Linked DNA regions of Mus musculus: region 2 is linked to region 1. A link is a contact called in public promoter capture Hi-C data. All regions are on one chromosome and are shown on one strand. The core of a region is the stretch at or near the end of the contact, and the rest is flanking DNA. Distances in the headings are between cores, read along the strand shown.

The links. Promoter capture Hi-C pulls out the DNA fragments that hold promoters and counts their contacts.
Region 2: a contact with region 1 is called in a promoter capture Hi-C map of liver, with 4 times the contacts expected there. The contact joins the enhancer-like site here to the promoter of Htra4 in region 1. A contact is called at or near these places in 6 of 39 promoter capture datasets (HPC-7-derived erythroid cells, hematopoietic stem and progenitor cells, liver and 2 more), 3 of 115 datasets of contacts at active chromatin or transcription factors (astrocytes, bone marrow-derived dendritic cells and thymic regulatory T cells) and 1 of 9 other capture datasets (liver).

What each region holds. Positions count from the first base shown.
Region 1 is chr8:25,037,649-25,040,364 of GRCm38.p6, reverse strand. It overlaps Htra4 (HtrA serine peptidase 4), which reads left to right and starts at 1,403. Exons shown (of 9, transcript NM_001081187.3): 1 at 1,403-1,974; 2 at 2,327-2,426. The coding sequence starts at 1,491. It overlaps Plekha2 (pleckstrin homology domain-containing, family A (phosphoinositide binding specific) member 2), which reads left to right. Exons shown (of 12, transcript NM_031257.3): 12 at 1-1,221.
Region 2 is chr8:27,035,786-27,038,661 of GRCm38.p6, reverse strand. Erlin2 (ER lipid raft associated 2) reads right to left here. Exons shown (of 12, transcript NM_153592.3): 11 at 2,569-2,648; 12 at 1-2,229. The coding sequence ends at 2,026. Among named protein-coding and RNA genes, the nearest start is that of Plpbp, 5.3 kb to the left of the region's middle. Within about 2 kb of position 1,376, at least 43 of the 459 cell types and tissues checked have an H3K27ac peak or open chromatin away from gene starts, as enhancers often do. A contact at or near this core is called in liver, where this site is marked.

The sequences.
Region 1 (2,716 bases), core at 154-2,653:
CGGTGCCCAGAAAATATAATTATCTTTGTGAAGCCTCAAAACATTTAAAGTCTCAATTCTTGTTTCAGAATTCCCCTTCTGTCTGTATTTACACACATACACACACCCTTTAAATTTGTTTTTTGCTAGAGTCTTGCTACGGAGTCCAGGCTGGCTTTGAACTGATAATCCTCCTGCCTCAGCCTCCTGAGTGCTTGGATTACAAGTCTATGCCACCATATCCAGCCTAGGACAGTATTTTAATGTGAGCCAAAGATGGTGCATAAACCTTTAGTTTTCAAGGTGTGATGGCGTGTGGGTTTGTGGTTAAGCATAGATTGTGGATAAATCCGAAGGGATTTCTGGATTATAAAAGATACTGCATTTCCTGTGTGGAATAAAAGCAGTCTCTGGGGTTGGGTCCTTCTATAAAGCTTCGAAGGTATTGTTCTCTGTAGCTGAAGTATGTCCTATCCATTACTCTTCAATGCTTTGGTGGACTTGCTTACTCGGGTCAGGTGATAATCAGGGGAAAAAAAAAAAAAAGAAGCGTGTGTTTTTCATTCTCCGAACCACACCGAGGATATGGGAGACCGCAAACTAAAGTGGCACCTCTGGTCAAAGTGGCGGAGTGACAGCTCTACTTCCAAGTAGAAGGCTGCCCCTCCGGGAAGATTTAAGGTCCATCGTCCTAGTTTACTGGAAGCAAACTGGTTTGGTTTGGTTTTCCCCTTTCTACACAGGACTTATATGACCCTCTGAGTAAGCAGTGGACTGGTAATTGAGCGGTAGACTTGATACTTGTTTTCAGTGTCAACCAAATAAACAGCTATCTGGTAGCAGACGGCAGTGTTTTTGAAATTAGGCTTCCCATGTCGCCTGTTTAACCTCCTCCCCCACCCCCACCCCCCAAAATCTGTTTTCCTCAGTCCCTCGTTCTCTCTCTGTGTTATTGCCTGCCTGAGTCAATTATAGTCACTTATACCAGGTAGGCGTTGAATCAAGTGAATATTTGGCAAAAACACACAGTGTGACTGCTGGGCCCTCTGTTTATGAAGGTGTGGCATGCCCCGTTTGAGCCAGTGTTTGAGCCGTGAAACACCTCCTGCAAGCACTGAGCTTAGTGCATGGAAACTCCAGCTTCTTACGTTGTGTGAGCTCCTAATTGGTATGTAGCAAAACGTCATTTTCTAAAAACTGGTTGGTTGCTTGTTTTGTAATAAAAACATGTGAAATAGGAAATCTGGTTGTGTGTTTTCCTGGTCAGATCTCGTGGCCGTGGGTGGGTGGTCACGTTTCTCCCTTGCCCCAAGACTGGTTTTTGAGTGGACCCCTCCCTTCATGGCTTTGGGGTGGGTGGCCCTTGTCCTGGGATGGCATGGGTGGTGGGTGATATATGGGTGTGTGTGTGTAGAAGTGAGCCAGACTCTGACCTTTATAAAGTCCGAAGGCTGGCTGAGGCAGCATCCAGGCCAGGAAAAACAGTCGAATCGACGAGGTCAGGGAGCAAGATGAGCTTCCAGCGGTTGTGGGCTGTGCGAACACAGTTTCTCCTGCTGTGGTTGCTGCTACCAGCCGTGCCTGTTCCGTGGGCCGAGGCCAGGAGGTCCAGAGTCTCGCTGCCCTGTCCCGATGCCTGCGATCCCACGCGCTGCCCGACTCTGCCTACCTGCTCGGCCGGCTTGGCGCCGGTTCCCGATCGCTGCGGCTGCTGCCGAGTGTGCGCCGCGGCCGAGGGCCAGGAGTGTGGCGGGGCGCGGGGCCGGCCGTGCGCCCCAAGGCTGCGCTGCGGCGCCCCGTTCTCCCGGGATCCCTCGGGGGGCGCGTGGCTGGGCACCTGCGGCTGCGCGGAGGGTGCTGAGGATGCGGTAGTGTGCGGCAGCGATGGGCGCACCTACCCCAGCCTATGTGCGCTCCGCAAGGAGAACCGAGCCGCTCGCCAGCGGGGCGCGCTCCCGGCTGTGCCAGTGCAGAAGGGTGCCTGCGAGGAAGCAGGTGAGCGGGGCGCGGGCGAATCTCCTGACACTTCTCTTACTTTTCAGAGGGAGATGAAGTGAGTGCTCTAACTTCGCTCGCTCGCGAATTCAGTGGGCCTTCCTTCGCCATCTCTAGGGATTCAACCTGTTGTGGTTGTTCCTGGTGTTCTTGCCTGGTTAATTTTGGTCTCTTTACTGGCTGCCACTGGGCTTCCCTTTCTCCTTTTCTTCCCTCTGGTAGGACAGGGAGGGTCCTTTCATCTCCTGGTCTGGAGAACCTTCAGAGAAAGAGGGACGGGGAGATGCTGGGGAATTTTGAGATGCGACACCTGCATCCAGGGACGCACTCACCGTGGACCGTTTATTCACAGGGACCACAAGAGCAGGGCGGCTCCGGAGAAAGTACAACTTCATCGCCGCAGTGGTGGAGAAGGTGGCGCCGTCTGTGGTCCACTTGCAGCTGTTCCGCAGGTAAAGGTCCCATCTAGGATCAACTACCTCACCTGCTGGTTGCCAGATTTCTGACCATTAAAACCGCTGTGAGGAAACACAGATTCAAAGAGTTGGCTGGGGTGTAGGTGGGCAGTAGAATTCCGCAAAGCCTGCAGGAGACCTGACTTGCTAAGAGTTATTTCGCTAAAGAGCAAAGAGCCAAGCGCAAGGATTCTGGCTTCTAAATTGAAGCTACAGCAGTGCGTATTGGTGACTGGTGTTTCTTTCTCCCCGGTATCCCACAGCAAAACTAAAGGCTGACTGTAGGA
Region 2 (2,876 bases), core at 127-2,626, 2.0 Mb before region 1:
CTATGAATTCACTGCCTACAAAACTGCAGGCTTATCACATTTTACATGTTTAGAATTCAAATGCCTAAGTCAGATTTTATAGTATTACAAAAAACAAGGTCATAAAGACAGATGGGCTAGGCATCCCATGCTAAAAAGACATCTGAGTTCCATGATTTTACTGCTGGGACAGATACCAATAGCTACTGAATTTATGCTATGACATGGGGACATTTCTGTTCTGTTAAAGAAGTGACATTAAAGGGGCAGGGAAGGAGCAGCTGCAGCAGGACTTTACTGTGGCTCTTTGTAATGGAGGGATGAGCTCTCAGAATGCTAGTTACAGAGCCTCTCGGGCTAGGAGGGCGCTGGATGGCGGGGTACCCTCCCTCCTGCACCGACTCCACTGAAGTAGTGTTTTCTCAGGTGCACGTACAAGAGAGGATGCTGGGTATAGCACGTTGCTCTCAACAAGTGGTTAGCAGCAACAAATGAGAAGAAGATGAGTTGGTCTTGGGGAAAAAAACCCACTTTTGCAAGAGCTTTTGAGCACATTAAAATGTCCTTTTCAGGAACATTTTGTAGTTTGTACAGTGTGGCCAGGGTCAGTGGCCTGAGGAGTCAGGACAGAGAAGGGAACATCTGAAGTAAGCACAGTGAACCCTGCCTCTTTTTGGGTCGGCTGAATGCTTCCCAAATACCTGACAAGTCTGGTGCCACTTAGGAGCAAACTGGCCCGACTTACAAAACCAAAACTGAGGTGGGAATTGATGCCAGAAAATACCATTTATAGTAGTCACCTAAGAGAGAACAGTAGGTGCTTTGTGTGGGGGGAGGATGAGGTAGGGGACCAGCTAACAAGGCCAAGTCCTAAGCTAGAGCCAGTCATGGTTGCACAGGGTACTGCCATGTCTGCAGATTACCTGCAGAGCTGCCCTCCACAGAGGCATTCTGTGTGCACTCACAGGCCATGGTAGAGCCCCACCCCCAGTGCAATTTCAGGATAAGAAATCCCTTTCTCTCATATCTATTCTTCGCATTCTCAGTTTCCTAGGGTGACTCACTGGAGCCGACTCTCAAGTGGCTGCCTGCTCTCTTCATCAGTGTCAGACAAAGCCCCAGCACAGGCCACAGGCACTACTACTTGGGTGTCATCTGGCTGGGCCCTTCTCCACAGTGTTAAGGGCTCTTCAATGAAGAATCTCCATAATGATAAAGATGTTTGGTCTCAAAAGCATACGCATAATTAGCCACACAGCACCACAGTGCTAAGGGGTATAAGGAGCTACGTCATCAGCTAACAGCACTTGTTTGTTCCCATCTTAACGCTGAGTGCAACTCATGAATAGATTATTCAAGAAGAAATGAAATCACAGATCAGGTCAAAGTACGGAAAAGGAGTGTGTGGTGTGACCAAGCCCTGCTGCGGTGAGATGTAGCCAACAAACACTAGAGCAGAGTACAGTGTGTAGAAAACCTTGCAAAACCTAGCACCAAGTTCTTCCTAAAAAGGGCTCAAGACAGCTTAACTCTCAAGTAATCCACTCAGTCAAAAAGCCCAGCCGGCCAACGCTCTCTGCAGCTCATGTTCCGCAGCAGACGGCCTTCTGTCACGAGCCCCACACGCAGACACTGCCTACACTAGAGGCAAGGGAGAGAACTGTGGAGTACACTTTTCCCTGAAGGAATTCAAGCACGAGGAGGCAGCACACACTCTCCCTCTTCATACTGACAGTAGCTCCACTTAAACCAGCTTCAAAGTGACAATGTTGGTGTCTGCAGGTCAGAGGTCAAATCTACGGTGCATACACCTTCTCAGAAGTCATACAACTTACTTACCTGAATTAAAAATAAACCCAAAAAACAACTCTCCATCTGCTCTCCCTTCCCAGAAGGGGGTAAGTTTGTGTCCATTTCTTCCTTTTTAACCACAGTAAGAAGAGTCAAGGAAGGTAGTGTGGAAAGGAGGAGCGCTTTGCTCTGTCTCATCTTAAAGAATACAGCTCTCTCTAAGCTGCCCGAGCAGAGCTTGCAGACAGTGTTTCCTCAGTTCTCCTTTGTGGGTGCCTCGAGGGGCTCATCTTCTAGGCCAAAGCCCAGCTTGTCGTCGCTCAGCCCCTCAAACTGCTTGCCCAGCCCCCCTGCGGAATCCATAAACATGTTGGGGATGTCTTTGCCGAAGTAAATCTTGCTGTTGGAAGCAATGGCCTTGTACTTCATCAGCTGCAGGTATTCTGGAGTCAGCTTGAGCTGTGATGGAAGTGAAGAGAGCTTAGGGAGGGGACACCAGAGAGGAACTTCATCTGGGGAGGGCATCTGTCAAGCAGACATGTGTTTGCATGTCTCATGGCCTCCCTGTTACCCAGAAACCATTTTTTTCTGAGAGAAAATAATCTAAGGTCTATGACAGAGTAGCAACAGTTTCCAGAGTTTTCCTGTTCAATACAAAATGAAGCTTCTATTAAGGCTTCCCACACAAGAGAAGCGCTGTCTAACCCAGCAGAGGGTCCTCAGTTCTGTTGTGAGGGCTCTGGGTAGCGAGCGGCAGAGGCAACACCTCCTCAGGACGGTGGGTCAGGCGCCCTTTACCTTATTTGCTTCTGCGATCTTCAGCGCTGTGTAGCACTCAGCGTCGGCCTTCGCCTTCTCCCGGGCCAGGAACGCAGCATCTAAGGGGTGAAGGGTGCAGGGAACTGGATCAAGTACAAAACCATGGGAGGTACAGTCTGGGGGCTGGCAATTATAGCTCAGTGGTATAGACAGCACTTGTCCAGCACACATAAAGTCCAGGTTCCATTCCTGGCACTGCAGAAAACAAAAACCCAACAAAGACACTTTCTGGTCTCCATGGCCTTGGAGAGATTGTTTTGTGTGTGTGTGTGTGTTTTGTGTTTGAA